Regions from separate parts of the Oryctolagus cuniculus genome. Here region 2 is linked to region 1. Evidence: chromatin contacts called from public Micro-C data. All regions are on one chromosome and are shown on one strand. The core of a region is the stretch at or near the end of the contact, and the rest is flanking DNA. Distances in the headings are between cores, read along the strand shown. Region 1 holds the start of SMAP1 (small ArfGAP 1). Region 2 holds the start of FAM135A (family with sequence similarity 135 member A).

Evidence for each region. Hi-C and Micro-C count contacts between places; a contact is called where the count stands out from the background.
Region 2: a contact with region 1 is called in a Micro-C map of ear pinna, with 8 times the contacts expected there. The contact joins the promoter of FAM135A here to the promoter of SMAP1 in region 1. A contact is called at or near these places in 3 of 6 Hi-C or Micro-C datasets (ear pinna, psoas muscle and an unstated tissue).

The regions. Positions count from the first base shown.
Region 1 is chr5:102,102,422-102,107,753 of mOryCun1.1, forward strand. It overlaps SMAP1 (small ArfGAP 1), which reads right to left and starts at 2,382. Exons shown (of 10, transcript XM_008263098.4): 1 at 2,064-2,382. The coding sequence starts at 2,181. LOC138849648 (a long non-coding RNA gene) reads left to right here and starts at 2,429. Exons shown (of 7, transcript XR_011388651.1): 1 at 2,429-2,567; 2 at 3,050-3,182; 3 at 4,016-5,332.
Region 2 is chr5:102,317,898-102,323,229 of mOryCun1.1, forward strand. FAM135A (family with sequence similarity 135 member A) reads right to left here and starts at 3,228. Exons shown (of 24, transcript XM_070073902.1): 1 at 3,134-3,228; 2 at 2,763-2,819; 3 at 1,067-1,155.

The DNA.
Region 1 (5,332 bases), core at 1,132-3,631:
TTAAGAAATACATGATTCTCCTCCCTCCACCAAAAAAAGTAAATGAAAACATTGTTAACATATGGTATGACTGAAAAAAAAAAACTTTGTTTTAGAAAGCATCAGGAAAAATCGGATTTTTGAAGTACTTTTTTTGAGAAAGATATCTTAATAAAAAGACACTTTTTAATTATCCCTACACATAAAGGAAAGTAATTACTAAAATTGATTTTATTCTATTTTTAAAGATTTACTTATTTATTTATTTTATGGAGGGAGGCAGAGAAACAGATTTCCTGTCTGCTGGGTCACTCCCAGAGTGCCCACAATGGCCACCATCTGGGCCTAAGCTGGAGCCAAGAACCAATCCAGGTCTCCCACATGGGTGGCAAAGACCCAACTACTTGAATCACCATCTGCTGCCAACCATGGTATGCATTAGCAACAGAAAGCAGAGCCAGGACTGGAACCCAGGCACTCTGATATGGGATGCAGGCATTTGCAATCTGCAGGCCAAATGCCTACCCCGCTCAATTTTTACTGAACACATTTAATACTTACCAGAATTTCTACTTGGCCATGTTATTTATTACTCAAAACAAAACGTACTATATAACTTCAGGACCTTTCTTTTTCTGATCTGTTAAAAGCCTATTTTTCGGTGTTTTACTAGTAATGAGTTAGTGATAAGCACACAATTGAACCTCAGTACTCTCAAATAACCACATATACAGTCAAGATCCAAGCAAACATATATCACCACAAGAACCAGGCACACAATTTTTTTAAACTTATCATCTACAAGATTACATATGATACACAGAACTCAATGGAGTTACTAAGATATTCAAAAGTGTTTCAGAAAATGATCTAGTTACAGTATTCCCACATGATCCTTTTAGTAATCCCATACCTGCTAAGACAGTAAACTTGCTGATGTTGTGAGGTTCAATCTAATCAAACATGAGCAGCCTACAGAAACATGACTCATTTATTTAGTATTAAGAACAGAAAAGCTTCAGGAAAAGTCTAGATCAAATAATGCAAAATCCATAAATGATATTCCCAAAGGCTGACCATCTCTTGCTTTGAAGAAATTTCTAACAGAATAATCAAACCAATTTACAAATAAGAAAAATTGTTTTCTAACTACAGGAGACATTGCTTTTAAAAAATCTGAAACATTTTTTCCCATGAGTTTACTTACAAGGCATTAAATATAAATCAGACCTCCAAAGACAATCTATCAGCTAAAAATAGTTATGTATTTTAAAGGCTGGGGCAGAAGCCCTCCAACTGAACAAACTAAAACTAGGTGTTTTCCATCTCCGGATCTTTAAAATGCACCTTCAGCGTTTATCAGGTACACAAACCAGAGCCCACATGTTCTCTCAAACTATCTAGTCTGAGGGAACAGAATTACTAAAGGCTTCAGGAGCATAATCCCACTATCCAAGAGATTCAGGTAATGAAATCCTCTTCATTCTAGCTAACAGCAACCTAAAGATCACTTCTACTACTAATAGCAGTAAAGACCCTTCCCAATTTTTTTAACTCCAACCCACGAAAAAGGACCACCACAGTCTTTTTCAGGGAGCATAAACAAGAACCCTGTACAAAAGCTGTCAGGTGGGCAGGCAGGTAGGGCTCCATGTGGGAAGCATCCGAGCCCCGAGCAGCAGGACTTGGTCACAAGGGAGGGTCGAGGGGGGCCAGAATCCGAAGGGCGGCCCCACCCACAGAGGTAGCTGTGAGCAGAGGCAGGACAACCCTTTAACCCCAAGCAGTGCCCAGGCCGGCGCCCAGTTCCCCGCTCCCAGACCAGCATTGTGGGGAGGATCCGAACATCCGGACGCGGGCACCGGCGGGGCGGAAAGGAGGCTGGGAACCCAGACGGAGCCCGCGGCTCGGACCTCGTCGCCGCCTCGGGCGGAGGTGAGGGTCGCTAGGAGCCCCGCGCCCGCCCCTGCACCCGCCCTCCCGGGTCGGCCGGGAGCGGCCGGCCCAGCCGACGCGCCGCGGCGGCCGGAAGGTCACCGTTCGCGGGAGGCCCCGACCACGGGCGGCGACTCTGTCCGCGTTACCTTTGGCCTCGCAGTCGGCGCAGTACTTGTTGTCTTCCTCCCTCAGCAGTTTGGATAAGATGAGCTGGTGCTGCTCGTTCAGCTTCTGAGCTTTCTCCCGGCAGGAGCGCGTCGCCATCTCGGCAGCGGGGCGGGGAGCCCGGAGCACCTACGGTGGCGGCGAACGCTGGCAGGAGCCGGGCCGGCCGAACGCACCTGGCGCCGCTGGGACCGCGGGCGGACTCAGCCCAGGAAGCGGCGGCCGCGGCGGCAGCTGGAACAGGAGGGGCGGCGGCGGCGGCAGCGCCGACGTGTCCCGCCTCCTCGCCCGGCCGGCCCCGCACGCACCGCCGGAGCCGGCGAGGGGAGGCGGACGCGGAGGGGGAGGGGACGGCGCGAGGCTTCCGGGTGGCGCGGAGGAAAGAACGCGAGCGCGGGCGCGTTGCACATGCGCTGAGCGTCCCCTGGCCGCGGTTAGCCGGATCTTTTCCCTGAAGGGCCTTTGCCCAAGGTGATTCCTGAAAGGTAGCTGGCAGGGTTCGTCGGAGGTGGTTGTTACTGAGGGCCTGGGGTAAAACCCGGTCATGGGAGACCTTTCGCAGGGAGGCCACTTTACTTGCCTCCGTACCTTTGCTCGTGCCTGCGCTGATGGGAAAGGGCAAAGACACAGAATGTGTTCAGTCGGAAGTGTGTTTCCCAGCCTAGTAGGCGAATGAGATGTGCTAAGTCTGCCCGACTTCCTACCTCAGTTACCCAGCGGCTCCTGACCCAGCCGCAGTGCTCAGCCTCCTAGCTTGACCTGCATCTTGAAGCAGCTGCAGAGCCAGCAGAGATGGAAAGCCCCTCCCAGCCTTACCCTATAAAACCTTTTCAGCCTGGGGGCGGGGGGGGGGGGTGGTCTCTGTGGCTGAGGACCCCTCTCACGTTTATTCTGTAATAAAGCTGTCCGGGCTGTTAAGTGACTTCTCGTTTCTGATTCTTTCACCACCGCATTTCTTTTCCAACAGGTGCAACACTGGAAATGCAGAAATAATAGAGAATGTATTCATCGTTTTATTCTTCTGCAGTTCTGAAACACGCAGGATTCTAGAAGGTAGAATCCTGGAATAAAAGAGGAGAAATAAATCCCTTACATTTCAGGTTAGCGAAATAATCTGGTGGTAGCATTTATTAAGGGATTGTGACTCATTTAACCGTACGAAACTGTTATCCTCGTTGTACTGATGAGGAAAGTACACCTCATAGGAATTAATTTGCCTGAGGGACAGAATTGAGATTCAAATCCAAAGCAGTGCAGCTTGAGAGTCTCAGACACATGGCAATAGCTCTTTCGTGAAGTGGAGAAAGTGTTTGACCAAGTAGCCAAATACCAGGCAGTGTATAAACAGTGATCTTAGGGCAAGAAAAAAAAGCCTAGGACTAGAGCCTTGAGCTCCCTAATCCAAGCTCATAGGGCTTGAACTCTGAGTGACACAGTTTGAAATATTTGGTATTTTAAGGATTATTAGCAATTTCTAATATGGAATGTATGTAAACAAGAAAAATAACCATTATCTGTGGTGGGGCAGATGCTAAGAAAGGTGATGAGCTGGGGGCTATGTCATATATTCTTTTATTTGTTTATGATTTTTTTTATTTGAAAGAGATCTTCCATCCGTGGATTCACTCTCCCAAATGTCCTCAACAGCGAGGCTGGGACAAGTGTTAGCCAGGAGCTGGGAACTCAATCCAGATCTCCCATGTGAATGGCAGGGGACCCTACCTTCTGAGCCATCACCTGCTGCCTTCCAGGGTGTGCAGCAGCAGGGAGCTGGAATTGGAAGCAGAGCCAGGACTTCAACACAGGCACTCTGATACAGGATACAGGGGTCCCAAGTTATGTCTTATCTACTGCTTGCCCCCATGCTATACTTTTATGTAAGACCAGTGCTAATTTCAGTCTCTTTGTAATGGTAACCCTCTTGCCCACCCAGCTCTGTTCTTGCTACAAGGACTCAGAAATGTTTGTGGAATTAAACTGAATGGATATAGCAATGAAGATGCCCTGTAATTGAGAAAATTAGAGCTTAAGCTGTGCAACTCTGACAAATAATCACTAAGAGGATATCAGTGAGTTTCAATGAAAAGAAAAAAAATGACAGTAAAATTTATCAGCCATCTCCAGAAAACTGATTTGATTTAGAATGGTGGTAGAGTGGGAGATATTGAGGAAAAGCAACATGCACACAACCCTAAAGACATCAAGTAGCTTGGAAAACAGACTACAGCACAGGGTTACTGGTTAGGTCCAAGTGAGAAAGAAGTCTGTATAAGTCAAGAATGATAGATTTTGGAACACTAGGGGAGCAAAGTAATACGGCCTTACAGATTCTTCAACTAGGTTAGTAACATGATAAAAAGGACTTTTTTGGCAGAAAGTTAGTCCAGAAGTAACCTTTTAACACCCTCCCTCTGGAAATTTGCTTAGCAATGCAAGTATTCCGAAAAACAGAAGACAGGTTTACCACCAAGAAATGACCTACAGGATAGAATAAAAGGTCACAGCAATGTCTAATAGAAATAGTATGTGCACCACATTTCTAACTTTAAATACACTAGTAGCTACATTTAAGAAGAAACAGGCAAATGTTACTAGTACATTTTAACTCAATGTATCTAAAAATTTCAACATATGAGTAATATAAAAATTGAGATATTTTAAATTCTTTTCACATTGTCTTCCGAATGCAGCCTGTATTTGCACTTACAGCTCATTTCAGTTTGGAGGAGCTGAATTTCAAATGCTCAATGGCCCCATGTGACTAGTAGCTACATTATTGAACCATGTTGCTTTAGAGGTTACTAAAATCTAAGTTTGAGTTGATTGTTTATTAAGGCTGCAGTAGGAGAAAAGGAAGAGACTGACATCAAAAGCATCTTAGCAAGAAAAACATTGCATTCATTCAACAATATTCATTCAATTATCCACTGATAATCAGAAGCTTACAGTCTACTATGAGATATGAACATGTAAATAGAAAAAATTAAAAGCTATACTGAAGTCTATTACAAATACGAAGGAATCTGTAAGCTAAAAGAACAGAACATCCAGTAACTTGAGACAATCTGGAAAGGCTTCCTCAAGGAGATGATGCTTAAACTTAATGTTAATAGATACAGGGATTTTTCAAGTGAATGGAGGTAGAGGTGAGAAAAAAAAATGTAGCTTCAAAAAGTGTACTTTTGAAAGTATAGGATTATATGCTGGGAGCATATGAGGCAACAGGAACCCAGATTGTGGAAATAAAAAA
Region 2 (5,332 bases), core at 1,978-4,477, 220 kb after region 1:
TATATCATTCTCTGCTTCTTAGTCCTATTAATTTATTCCTACCAAAAAAAAAAAAAAAAACCCTCAAAGGCAAAAAATAACTCACTTCAAATCTGTACGTCCCCATCACTGCCATTTCTCTCCCCTAAACAGCCACATTTATTAACCCATTCTCAAAGGTCTACATTTTTAGTAAACAAATAAAAAATAAAAAGACAACAGAAATTAAGAAGGTAACCACAGACGTATATGTAACTCTTACATCTCTTTTCAGTTTCAAATTCTGGCAAACAAGGAGTATATCCCTTGTACATACTGAATGCTGCAGTGTCTACGCCACAATATATGAACATTAATTAACGTTAGTTCTCAGTTTTAACATTCTAGTAGACTTTTCACAAAAGTCTGAAATAAAACAAAAAATTCTAAGTTCCAGTTTGAGCTGAGATTTAAGCTGTAAATTATACTCTAATAAAGTCTAAAATTAAGAGATAAAAAAATAAGTATTTATGCAGCAATTTTTGTCTGTGGTTGCCCAGAGCAAGTTTAAATGATCATGGCTTCACTGCTCACAGATTACTGATGGGCCACCTTTATTATCCACATTTCATAGGTGGAGATACTAGGTTTAGAGGTTAAGTGGCTTCTGCAAACTAATGTCATGAGTCATAAGAGTTTAGAACTTCTGACTTATTAGTCCTATGCCGCTGTCTACCACTAATCTTACTTTAATTTCTAAGAGCACAGAATCAACTTACTAAAAAAACCAAGCATTGATATTTATTTCTTGTAATGAATAGTCACCTAAAAATAAAAACACCAGCATTTCAAGAAAGAGGAAGTTTCTTTATAGAAGCAGCAGTAATCTCTCCATATGCATTTGAAAAATCATTTTAAAAAAAATCTGAAAAGCTGAGGAGTTCATCATCTCTTAAACATACACAGTAATTACTGGTTCTTCTAAGAGAAGTGTGGTTCATGAAACTAAAGATCTTCCTATGTTCACCTCAAGTCACTCTGAATAAAGAACTACATTCCTTTTGCCTTGGGATTTCCCTTCTTAGAAACAGAAAAACTTAATTCCTACCTGACATAGACAACATAAGGAAGAATTTACTGTTTGTGGACTGCTTTGAGATTCCAGAACGAAATACATAATCCAGATGATCTTCAACCCTAGAATAAAGGCAAACTTCACTGAGAGTAGTTGCTTCTGCAGATGCCTCCAAAATAAGACAGCATATTTATACAGAGGTACGTTTTACTTAAACCAAGTCTTCATCACAATAAAGTAAGGAAACAATTTCCAAAACCTTTTTTCCCAAAACTCTTTAGAAAAAAGTTCTGCCCAACTCAAAAATGTAATACTTCTGTTCTCACGCATTTCTCCTTCAGTAAGCATACTAACTTTATTCTTAAGTTAGCAGAAATCATATGCATTTATTAAAGGGAACAGACTCTCAAGAAAATGATGCAATCAACTGCAACAGCATAAGTTTAAACTGTCTAATAATACATTTTGTTAAAATTCATTTAAGATTAGTTCTCAGATAACTACATGTACTGGAGGACAGTAACATTTTCAAGTGTTCAGCATATGTTTGTAGGTTCTCCTTTAGCAAATCTCAGCCCTTCGTTAGTTTCCTGAAATCTGAACTTGAACTCCTTCTCCTGAGTCAATGTCAGATAAACATAATTCTTAAAAATTAATGCATCAGTCACGAAGTTTAACAGGTTTATTGCTACTGTCACTCGTTTGATGATATTTCCAGGTGGTGAAGAAAGAATGAAGAGACTTTAAGAAACTGGAAGCTGAACTACATACAGAGTGGATACGTAGCTTAGGTAGAAAACAGAATAGAACAGATGGGCATGTTAGAAAGAATTCTCCGGGATTTAATGAGAAAAAAAAAAAAAACCATACGTTTGAAGTTAAGAGGCTCGACCTAGGAAAATAAGATTGGTGGTGGGGAGAGATGGATCAAGATTAGAGAGCAGAAATGGGACGAGGGTGGAAAAAGACAAGGGAGGCAGGAGCTATTAGGCAGTAAGCGAAGTACGGTACCCAGAGAGGGGCTTCCGAAGCTAAGGTGGGGCACAGAACCAAGTCTGGGGCAAAGCGATGCTTACACACACACACACACACACACACACGGCAACCAACAGAAGAGAATGAAGTTCCGAAAGCCACGGAAGACCAATTATGGAGGTAACAGAGTGAGCACCCAGGTGGGCGAGGGTAAGACGCTCCGGGTAGGGAACCGCCAGGCTGGGCAGGATGCACAGCGACAGGAAAGAAATCCAAGGGAGCAAAAAGCGTACACCGCTTCCAACCGAGGGACCACCAGGACGAAAAGGCACGTGGGAGGCGCGGGATGAAAACGCAGAAGCACGCAAGGCAGGTAAAGCAGGGGCCGGGGGAGGGTCGAAGCTGGAGCAGGGGGCGAAGGGCAGGCTAAGGTTGGGGCACGGGAGGCGGGAGGCTCAGGAAGAGCCGGCCGGAGGGACCCGCGGCTGGGGCAGGGGCGGTGGAGAGCGCCGGGCGAGCGCAGCGCCGCGGTCCCTCGCCTCCCAGATAGCGCCCAGCACCGCCGTCCCCACCGACCTTCAGCGGGGCCCGGGCCGGGTTTCGGCCGCGAGCAGCCGGGACGCGGGCAGCAGCGGGCGAGCGCGGGACGGGGAGAAGGAGGCCTCTTCCTGCCTGGCCCCTGGGAAAGAGGGACGGAGGGAGGGTCGCGGGTGTCTGCAGCCGGGGGAGCCGGAGAGGAGGGTTACGGGCTTACCTCTCGCCGGGCTTGGCCTCTTCCCTCGCCCGTCGGACAGAGGAGCTCGTCGTCCAGCTGGAAGAAGAAAGCCCTACCCGGGTCAGCACCATCCCGTCCGGGGCCCCCTCACTTCGCCATCGCAGCAACCGCAACCACCGCAACCGCCGCAACCGAGCAGCCTGCTCGTCACCGCCGCTCCGCGACTGGCCCAGCGCCACTAACGAGCATGCGCAGTCGCCCCACTCCCGAGGGATCCCGGGCCAGCCGGCTCTACCTGCGATCAACAGGTCCGTGGCCGCACGGCCCCGCCCCCGGTCTCTCTCACCTCCCCCTCCCGCCTCGTCCCTCCCCTCTCGGAGACGAGGCCACGCCCCTCGCAAGCTCCGCACCCCGCCCTCAGGAGCCCCAGCGGCCGCTCCACTTCCAGCGCCAACTGAGATTTCGAGATTCGTTCGCCCTGCGCGGCTCTCGCTCCCAAGATCCCGCGAGAATGGGAGTTTTGCGTCAATAAAAAGCGCGAGCCCAAGCAAAGGGCAAGGCTGTGGGTTTAAGGGAGCGCTCCGGGGGCCGGTGAAGACTTGGGAGCTAGAGGGAGGCCTGAAGAGGAAAGGCTGAGGCTCCAGCTGTTTTTCTCACTTTGTTCCCTCCACTCTTCTCAGCGCTATCCTGCCGTCTCCTGTAGAGAGCCCGGTCCCTACCCTACCAAGTTTGCACAGTAGGGAAAGGAAGCCGCGGAGCATCCGCGCTGGCTCGGGACAGCGGCCTTTGGAGACCAGGACCGAATTGCGTTTTGGCGAAATGTGGGTGCTGATCCAGTTGCTTCTCGGTTGTGACGCCCGGAAGGGCGAAAGAGGATTGAGGAAGTGAGCCTCTAGCTCTTAAACTCCATTAACACAAGGCCTTGAAGGCTAGTCCTTTATTGATCTTTTATTTCACTTGTTGGGACTCAAAACAAAAAATACTGGGACTTTGACATGCCGACAGGTCTTGAGAACCTTCAGAATTAGGTGCCTCTGACCTTTGCTTTTCGCATTCAAGCGTGAGGAGAGGCTTTCTGAAAATATTTTTTGCCCAAAGACAAGACCTGCTGAAGAAGAAACGATCACCTGTGGTCTCCTTCCCACTCACTCCAACGCCCCCGAGCTTTTAATAACTAAACTCACATCACTGAAAGAAAGACACACCTGGAAGTCTGTCAACACACTGGACTCACCTGTCCGTTCTGCGGGCAGATTCACAAACCATTAAGTTTCCCTAAAAATCATTTACTATGCCCCTCAAAACTGTCTAAATTCCTCATCTTCCCCTGCTCCATAAAAATGGGGTATATAATAACTTATGAATAATTGTGATAGTGTATAATCGCTCGTATATTTTCCCCGTGCTGTGATTTGTCCCTTTTACATGTTAATAAATTTGTATACCTTTTCTCTTGTTTTGATTTTTCCTTTGTGTGTCGTTCCTTGTTTCTGAATGTAATCCAGTAGAACATTTTCTGGTGCATAAAACTCAATATGTAGCTAAAGCAGGGTTAATGAAGAAAATTATGGCTTCAGCTTATAGTTAAAAATGAATTAGAAGGGGCAGGTGTTTGGCCCCGTGGTTAAGATGCCACTTAGGGCACCCGCATTCCATCTCAGAGGGACTTCCTGCTAATGTGCACCCTGGGAGGCAGCAAATAATGGCTCAAGTGCTTGGGTCCCTGCCACCCATTTGGGAGACCCAACTAGAGTTCCAAGCTGCTGGCTTTGGTCTGTACAAGCACTAGCTGTTACAGACATTTGAGAAGTGAACCAGCAGATGGAAGGTCTCTGCCTGTCCACCTTTCAACTAAAAAATGAAAATAAATAACTAAAAAAATGAGTTAGGAGGCTGGATCATGGTGATGGTTGCACAGTAATGCGAGTGCACTCAATGCCACCAAACTATGCACTTTAAAAATGACAAATTTTATGTATATTTTACTACAATAAAGATTAGAAAAAGCTTTGCGTATTCATACAGGAGTAGTGGTGATGTCTTGTAACCTAGGCGGTTCAGGGAGCAGGCTTGTACTAGAGTTTGACCTCTTGTTTATCTTCATCTTTGTATGTGTTTGGAACATGATTGGAAGTGATGTTCTCCAAGCATTTGCGAGAATGACTTGACTTTCCTGGTTTCTACTCTGTCCCTTCCTCTATAGCCCTATGCCATTTTACTGCCCTGTCTATAAAAGTTTCTATTGCTGGTTTTGTAACTTAAACTGTAGCTTCACAATGAAAGGCTTTTTCTATTATTCTAGACCCAACTGTCTTTTGGAAAGATGTACTAAACAACCAATTATGTGCATTTCCACTTTCATCCATCCACCCTAAAATATAACCTGTGCCAAGTTTATTTCCCTGTTCAATGTTATTTTTATTCAAATCACATTTTCGAATTATCCATGTACCAGGCAGTGTACAAATCTTGGAAGACACCAACATGAATAAAACAGAATTTAGGTGGAATATTTGCATAATTACCTTATGGAGTGGTATGTGTAGTGCAGAAAAACACACAAGGAATTATGAATCTCAGAGAAGCAATAATCCAATTTAGGTTGGCAA